Linked DNA regions of Mus musculus: regions 1 and 3 are each linked to region 2. The links are chromatin contacts, called in public Hi-C maps. All regions are on one chromosome and are shown on one strand. The core of a region is the stretch at or near the end of the contact, and the rest is flanking DNA. Distances in the headings are between cores, read along the strand shown. Region 1 overlaps Cadps2 (Ca2+-dependent activator protein for secretion 2). Region 2 holds the start of Fezf1 (Fez family zinc finger 1). Region 3 overlaps Cadps2 (Ca2+-dependent activator protein for secretion 2).

Evidence for each region. A called contact is a pair of places that touch in the nucleus more often than the background predicts.
Region 1: a contact with region 2 is called in a Hi-C map of olfactory sensory neurons, with 2.8 times the contacts expected there. The contact joins the enhancer-like site here to the promoter of Fezf1 in region 2. A contact is called at or near these places in 1 of 484 Hi-C or Micro-C datasets (olfactory sensory neurons) and 2 of 9 other capture datasets (adipose tissue and pancreatic islet).
Region 3: a contact with region 2 is called in a Hi-C map of rod photoreceptor, with 2.3 times the contacts expected there. The contact joins the enhancer-like site here to the promoter of Fezf1 in region 2. A contact is called at or near these places in 3 of 484 Hi-C or Micro-C datasets (nephron progenitors, olfactory sensory neurons and rod photoreceptor), 3 of 115 datasets of contacts at active chromatin or transcription factors (embryonic basal ganglia, embryonic forebrain and embryonic stem cells) and 4 of 9 other capture datasets (adipose tissue, embryonic stem cells, liver and 1 more).

What each region holds. Positions count from the first base shown.
Region 1 is chr6:23,317,762-23,320,461 of GRCm38.p6, forward strand. All of the region lies in intron 24 of Cadps2 (Ca2+-dependent activator protein for secretion 2), which reads right to left. Among named protein-coding and RNA genes, the nearest start is that of Fezf1, 71 kb to the left of the region's middle. Within about 2 kb of position 1,395, at least 2 of the 459 cell types and tissues checked have an H3K27ac peak or open chromatin away from gene starts, as enhancers often do. A contact at or near this core is called in olfactory sensory neurons, where this site is marked.
Region 2 is chr6:23,246,961-23,249,660 of GRCm38.p6, forward strand. It overlaps Fezf1 (Fez family zinc finger 1), which reads right to left and starts at 1,304. Exons shown (of 4, transcript NM_028462.1): 1 at 314-1,304; 2 at 1-70. The coding sequence starts at 1,114.
Region 3 is chr6:23,360,475-23,363,174 of GRCm38.p6, forward strand. The region is part of intron 17 of Cadps2 (Ca2+-dependent activator protein for secretion 2); the gene reads right to left. Among named protein-coding and RNA genes, the nearest start is that of Fezf1, 110 kb to the left of the region's middle. Within about 2 kb of position 1,282, at least 2 of the 459 cell types and tissues checked have an H3K27ac peak or open chromatin away from gene starts, as enhancers often do. A contact at or near this core is called in rod photoreceptor, where this site is marked.

The DNA.
Region 1 (2,700 bases), core at 145-2,644, 71 kb after region 2:
ACAAGTCCTAGTGGCCCTTCTGTTTCTGTCCTGCTCTTAGAGAACAATTCTGCGCTACAGGAACTTTCAGGGGGTTTCAGGGAACTGAATCCAGGTCCTCGTGCTTGCAAAGAAACACTTTGCTAAGTAAGCATCTACTAAGCTCCAAACCCTCTACAAATTCTTCTAAAAACATTTACATTTTCTTACTTTAAAATATTCTCATAGTTGGACTGCTTCTCCCAAGTGCCAGTGCTGGCAGGATGCAGCTTAGCTGCAAGCTGCTTTCTTTTCCATATCTGCCCTTCAAAAGCAGTTTCTACCTTGCTTCTTCTGAAGATAAATCTCAATTTACATTTTGACAACCATTTAGAAGTCCTTGCTTCAGAGAGTTCAGGCACACTGAGAATCCTGGCGTCCACACAGTCATGTGGATATCATCATTTTCCTGGCCTGTTCACATGCAAATGTATTAGAAACAGAGACTAACCAAATGCTAGCTCAACCTACACTTTAGCCCTGCTTTCATCATGCATTTTAGGAGGATTGGTTGGCTTGATCTGGGAAGGGGAGCATTCTCCTTTAATTGATAACTAATCTATAGAAGAAGGACCTCTTGCTCCCCTGAGCTATACCATTAATTTGGTCATGTTCCCACATCCTCATTCTCAGCCAATGAGACCAAGGTGAAGTGGCTCTAAGGGCAGATGGATGTCTACAGCATAGGTAGTCGTCTGCTTTCTATAGTAATGGATAATACAGATTCTAAACAATGTGGTGGTTTTATGATCTCAACATCTGTCCTGAGGGATTGGCCTAAGTCTGCTGACTCATTATAAACATCTGTCACATGGGTAGACCATTCACTCACTAATCACTTCATTAAATCCTATTCTGGGCCTTGGAGAGCAACTTTGCATCATGTTGAACATAAGAAAATAGAATTGCAACCTGGGAACACAGGCAGGCCTTTGATGTGGTCAGGAATGGACTTTTTTTCTTTTTAATTTCAGCAACAACATATTAATAACAAATTAATGGACTTCAGTGAGTTAGCTTCATTTCTGTTAGGTTTAACTATGTAATGCATGTTTTAAGGGACCCTGAAGTGTCCAGTAATCTAGTTTTGTCAACAGCTTTGCTGCTTTGTGGAACACGGTGTCCACTTATTCACCTGTCCATGTAATATATGTACTAACTTGTAACAAATTAGAGAGAGACAGACAGACAGAGACAGAGAGACAGGCTGATGGATGGAAGGAGGGAGGAACTGAGTAATTATGTAACTGTATTTATTGCAGATGTAAAGCCACATACGCGATCCTTTTCTTTTGAACTTGTTTACCACACTTCACAGTTGCTAATAGGTTTTACACCTGCACATTTTGAACTATATTAATTGTGTGAAGTCGTAGGGAGCTAATTGTCTCTGGTGAGAAGGTACAGGTGGAGACATAATGAACAGTAGCAGATTACCCTTCAAACCGACTCACTTCTTAATGTAAAGAACCACGTGACCACGTGACTGTTTGTTATCTGTGGACGCAGTGGCTGCTTCTCTTTTTCCATGCTAGAATGAATTGTTTCTTACGGGGGGGGGGGGGGGGAGAAAAATTAAAGCAGCGGCAGATAATCAGCCTGTTAGTTTACTCAATACATATTTACCAAGTGCCTGGTACACTGTCAAGTACTGTGTGCATACGAAAGTAAGAACTAATATATTCACCCAGTATTTATGGGAGGGTGAGTCCATAATCTAGATGAGAAGAGGATGGGCTCATAAAGACACAGAAGATAATATTCTCAGATAGACAGCCAAGGTTTGCATCTGGAGAGATTGCTCAGTGGTTAAGAGGACTGACTGCTCTTCCGGAGGTCCTGAGTTCAAATTCCAGCAACCACATGGTGGCTCACAACCATCTGTAATGAGATCTGATGCCCTCTTCTGGTGTCTGAAGACTGCTACAATGTACTCACATATAATAAATAAATACATCTTTAAAAAGAAAAGGAAGAAAAGAAAACCATGAAGAGGCGATTAGGGGCCCCTGGCATTCAAGTCAGGTACTTTCTCATCTATAATTAGAGACAGTAAATCACCTTGTACGCTATCAGACAGTGACAATTACTGAAAATTCTGTAACACTGGCAGATCAGCTACTTAAATATATACTTGTATGACTGTATGATATAGTATTAGAAATATGTTTTCCCCTAAATTGCACATAGTAAAATATAAGCATATATGTATGAATAGATGAAGTCCAAATAGCAAATACCTATACATGGGCTAAATATGAATGATGCTCACAGACAGGGGGGTCTTCTTAGCCCACTTCACAGTCAGTGAAGTCCTTATGAAATTGATAGCTATGAGTGAGGGTGGCCTGCTATTTGGCTCTCAGGTTTCAGCAGAGTGACTTTATAAGAATTAGCATGGTCATATAAATAAAAATACTGACTAATGACAACAACTGATTACAACCTCCAAGGTTTGGGGAACACTCTAGGACAACATTTTTTGGGGGTGGGGTGGGGGTGGGGATGGGTCTCATGGTGCAGACTGCTTCCTCTATACCTGGGAAGGCTGTTGCTTGCATCGCAGGTTATTGGGAGACTGTGTCTTGTTGAAAACCAAATTTATATTCTTCAGTATTAAGTGACCTTGTGTGTGTGTGTGTGTGTCCTCCTGCTAGCAATGCTTAGGAATTATGCTGACCT
Region 2 (2,700 bases), core at 54-2,553:
TACACACGAAGGGTCTGGCTCCTGTGTGTACCGGCATGTGACGGGTTAAGTTATAGTGCGCATTAAAGACCTTAAAAATTAAACACAAAGGAAAACAGGTTAACGGAAGCACAGATTGGATCCAAAGTGATAAAAAGGAGGGAGGGGGCAAAACAAGTTTATACTTCCACTCCCCAAATACTAAAACAGAAGCGAGGGATGGAGAGAGGAAGGAAGAAAGGAAGGAAGGAAGGAAGGAAGGAAGGAAGGAAGGAAGGAAGGAAGGAAGGAAGGAAGGAAGGAAGGAAGAAGGAACTCCTGGCATAAGACTTGCCTTGCCGCAGACTTCACAAGTGAAAACTTTGGGCTTGGCATTTGGAGAGCCGCGGCTGAAATCCGAGGTTTTGAAAGCGATTTTTTCCGACAAAAGTTGGGCGCTTTCTTTCATGTAATGCTGCAGCTGAGCCTGGGACAGGTCTTTGAAAGCTACTCCCGAAGGGAGTTTCTCCACTGCCGGTACAACCAGTTTATTCCTTTCGGCTAAATACGTTTTGGGCTGTGGGTGCAAAGGGGAACTGAGAAAGTAGGAGGCCACCGGGTGGATGTTCACGCTCGCAGCCGGGTGGCACGGGCCGTCACCTCGGTTCAGGTAGCACAGGGCACCCATGGCGTGAAACGAAGAGTGGTTGACCACACGCGGCCTTACCAGCTTGTACTGCTGTAGTGGCAATGCGTCGCGGGCCAGGTCGCCCTTAAGACTTAGCGCGCAGTTGAGCAGGTCGCTGCAGCTGAACGCCGGCGCAGAGGGCGCCACCGCGGGCGGCGCCGGAACCTCCAAACTCGCCTTGCGGGGCTCTGAGCCATTCACTCCCGCTTTGGAGTTCGTGTCGTACGCCACGGGGACGAAAGGGATCATGCAGGGGATCGACGAGTTGAGATGCAGAGAGTGCTTGGGGTCCCCTTTGGGCACGGCTCCCTGCAGGAAGTGGGGGACCGGCAGGGCCTTAGGCTCAGGGGTGCGCGCCATGATTCGTTCGATGGAGAAAGCCAAGGGTTTAGATGTGCTCATCACGTTGCCCCGAGCTGGAGCAGTCGCTAGCATTTTGGTGGTCGCGTTGAGGCAGCTACTGTCCATGACTGAGTCGCCAGCGTCGGTCAGCCGGGGTTGAGTCGCGGGATCGTTGCCTTGTCCCCTGCTTGTCACAGACCTGCGGAGAGGACAGGCACCGTCACCACCAGCAGCCTCCTCCTCCTCCTCCCCAGCATCACCAGCCGAACCTGCCTGCCCAGCCCAATGGACTCCTGCCAGCCCATCGCAGAGTTCTTGGCGCACCAATGACTCGGGGACAATCACTACTTATTTCTATCAATAGAAAGTGTTGTGTCAATAACGCAGCCAAGATCTCGCCAATCGTTAACTTCCAAGAGGAGAAGGTAAACTAGATAATTGCTCAATTCGCTTCCAACAGTCAACAGGAAAACTTTTTTTCTCTCTGCAGTCGGTGACTACTTTTCATTGGTGAGAGAGCTTCCCCCGCCCAGAAGAGGCGGGGGCGCTCTCTGCAACGCGCAGAGCCCTCCCCGACGCGCAAGCACTCGCCCGCACACACTTCTCTACCCTTCAGCTGCCCCTCCCCCTAGCTTCCTCTGTCTTTTTAATTCTCAATCTGCTTAACCAGGCTTTAGAGGCCAAGCAAATCTGAGATCAATTTTCTCGTTTAGCTCTAAGTGACATCATCTAAAATCATTGTGCTAGGGCTAAATAAGGAAACAGAGTCTAATTCAGGGGCAAATGCCAGGCTATATTTATCAAACGCCAGGCTCTAGAAAGCCTTGACCAGGAAACCTCTGACGGCAAAATCCGAGGTTTCTGTGCTTGGCTTGCCTGAGCTCAGTTCGGGCCACGATGCCTCCTCCTACGCAGCCCACTTTCATCCTCCGGGACTCGAGGGGGTCTGGGGGGTGAGGTCGGGAGGTGGTGCTCATTCCCTGAATCAAGGAGTCGCTGCAGCTCGAGCCGCGTCTGGACCGTTTGGAAGACACCAGCAGGTAACTGGCCTCCCAAAATGCCCTTGAGATGTAAAGGCCTTGGGAGGCTTGTTATGCGTTTGTGGTTTTGTCAAAGCGATGCCCATGGCAATAGGCCTGGGAAAGACGCACCAGCACCACAAAGTTGAGTTGCAAAGAATAAGAGGGAGCCACACGGCCAGAGACCTAGACGCGGATTGAACTCACACAAACACACGCGTGAGCGCGCTTCCTTGAGTTTCCAGAGAGAACCCCGAAAGGGCATTTCTCCAAAGAACTTGCGCCCACTGCTCTTCCAGAGCAGAGGGTTTTAAACGTGGAGCGGAGAAGGGGAATACAATCTGTCGATCCCTACCCTGGCTGCCAGCGTCTGCGTGCGGCTCATCAGTGCACGCGATACCCCGCGTGTCTGTGCGCGCAGACGAACAAAGTGTGGTGGTCACGGACCATTTCTGCCCCCCCCCCCCGAGCGTTTGGAGACCCTAAGCGTCCCCTACCCCCCCCCACCCTCCCCCGCGCGCCCAGCGCCCTCCTGGTGTGACGCCTGGGGCCCAAATTCGCTAGCTGGGCGAGCTTTCCATGAAAAGGCCGGACGCTGAGGCTCCCATTGCGCGGGTCCCCGCGGCTCCCGCCCGAGTAGCGGCGCGCGCCTTCCCCGGAGAGGTCAACCGGGAGCCTTCGGTCGCCGAGAGC
Region 3 (2,700 bases), core at 32-2,531, 110 kb after region 2:
CCACGTGGTGGGAGAGGAGTGACATTCATGGTAAAGGTTGCAGGGGCACCTGGGAAAAAGATCAATTAGATCATTTCTCTTTCCCCATATATAATATGTATACATTTGTGATGCTTTTGACATAAAATTTTAAACTACTTAATCAACAAAATGTAAATAGCCCATGTAAACTTTATGATTTGACCTTATCATAATTGATGAGATTTTTTTAAGTGTCTTGAACACACACACACACCCCTGTGAGCTATTTGTTCCACACCATTAACTCTTTAGGCTTTTCTGCTGGCTCAGGACATTTCTCCTGGACAATGATGCAGTTGGAAAGTCTACGTTTTTATTTGTTTTCTGACCTCTCTATAGGTGAGTGGCCATGTGCCAGAGCCTAGGACAGTCAGATCTGGGGACTCTTAAAATTGGCCAATCCTCTTGGGCCTTTTGACCTCAAGAGGGAAGAAGGTGGGAAATTAGATAACTTCTTTCCCATTAATCTAATGGCCCATCCTCCACTCGCCTGACACTGTAGAACTGGTCAGTAGGTTGGATGGTTCTGAAATACAGTCTTTGAAATTGGCACTCTAGAGAAGACAAATATGAAGACTGCCTCACAGAGGTGTGGGAGAAGTTCCTAAGCCTCACATATTTTTGTTATGTGAGACAATTAAGCATAGAGAACGGGTCACCAGTGACGTGCTCTCTGTAGTCTAAATGATGCTACAGTTCTAGGAGAGCTGAGATTCTGATTGCTGGCATCCACAGGTGGATTATCCTCAGCTGTGCCCCACTCCAGCATGCATCAGAGTCCCTGCAGATCTTTCTGAAACACAATGGCCTGGCAGCACCTACACAGTGTCTGATTCGGCTGTCTTGGGAAAGGCCTGAGAATTTGCATTTTTGAAATGGTTGCCGAGTAATGATCCTGATGCTGTTCTCTCAGGATCAAAGTGTCTGAACGACTGGCACTCACAAAAGATGGAGTTAGGCACAAAGGCAATCTGTGTGAAGTCTATTTCCTTCCTTGCTTGAAATTAAGCAACACCCGTCCCCATTTTTTAAAATAAATCTTTGTAAGTGTCTCTTTGTGTGTATGAGTGTGGGCAGGAGCATGATATGGTGTGTGGGCAAAGGTCAGAGGAAAACCTCACCTCTGACCTTACTTGAGGTGTTTTTTTTTTTTTTCACTGCTACATATGCCAGGCTACCCAGCCTGTGAGTGTCTGAGCATCTCTAGTTTCTGTTTCCATCTTGCTGTAGGAACACTCGGGTTACGTGAGTTCATCCGTCCTGAACTCAATCTCTTTGGCTTACACAGAAAGCATTTTACCTACTGAGCTACCTTCCCAGACCTCAGGGCTCTATAGAGACCTCATTTAGAACAAAGGTGACTTTTTTCTTGTGGAGTCTGAATAGTTTGCATTTCTGCTGGGTTATCATAAAAATACCATTCATAACCGGGCAATTCTGTGTATGAATGAAAATAATCTGCAGTGGTATGACCTACCTACAGTTGCTTAGAATCCATAAAAATGCTAATGCCTTAATTGTTTGAAAACAGTAAGCCCGTGGCCTCCTAGATCCATGCCTCCCTTTGGGACCAGCTCATTTAATGACCCTGTCATTGAAAGCACAGTTCCAATGAATATTGCTTTAGAATTAGTTATGCTAATAACACAGCACTTGGTACTAATTCTGCTGTAGTTACTGTCACATTAAATAGTTTATCCGGATTAGCCTTAACGTGAGTAAATTTATATTTAGGCCAACAGCAGATGGTAATGATGCAGGACACTGGTGAGCATGCCTCTGACAGCTAGAGAAGATTTAAAGATATACAACAGTATGTGGCGGCCCGTGACTGACAGGCCATAACGTGAGGTCTGCAAATGGGGAAACGTCATTTATTCTATATGAGACTTTCTTTAGGAGGATTTTTGAGGCATAGCTACACCCTCCCCTCCACTTAGTATCCTTAAAATAGGGCTTGAAGAGATGGCTCAGAGGTTAAGGGCACTTGTTGCTCTTTTGTTGAGGACCGGCGTTCAATTCCCATCACCTACATGGTGGCCTACAATCATCTGTGACCCCAGTTACAGGGGGATCCAACAGGCATGCCCTCAGTACACATATGTGCATACAGGCAATACCTTCATACACATAAAGTAAAATAAATCCAAAATTAAAGGCTGCTGCTGCTGGAATATGACCTCCACTCAGAAACATCTGTTACAAGATGCTATAGTATATGACTTATACTATATATACTTATATATAACTGAAGCTGTGTTTTTATTAAGACCACACATATCTCTAAGTTTGCAGAGAGAAATAGAGGCACATATCTCCAGCAGTGTTGCTGGCTATGAAAGTTTCCTACCCTTCAGAGGTATATGTATACATATATGTATATGTGTGTGTGCATGTGCACATATGTTGTGTATTTCATTCATATTGTGTATATATAGATATAGATAGATATATACATATCTATCTATCTATCTATCTATCTATCTATCTATCTATCTATCTACCTACCTACCTACCTACCTATCATCTATCTATCTGAGTTTAGTGTTGGCTTTCTGGCTACTTAGCCATGCTCTGTAAGTAAGGACCCCTTCCTAATCTCCTAAACCATGTTTTCTGTGCAGGCTTTGAGCACTTAGAAACTGCCGAGAAGGAGGTAGAAGCCTGTCAGCTTGCATT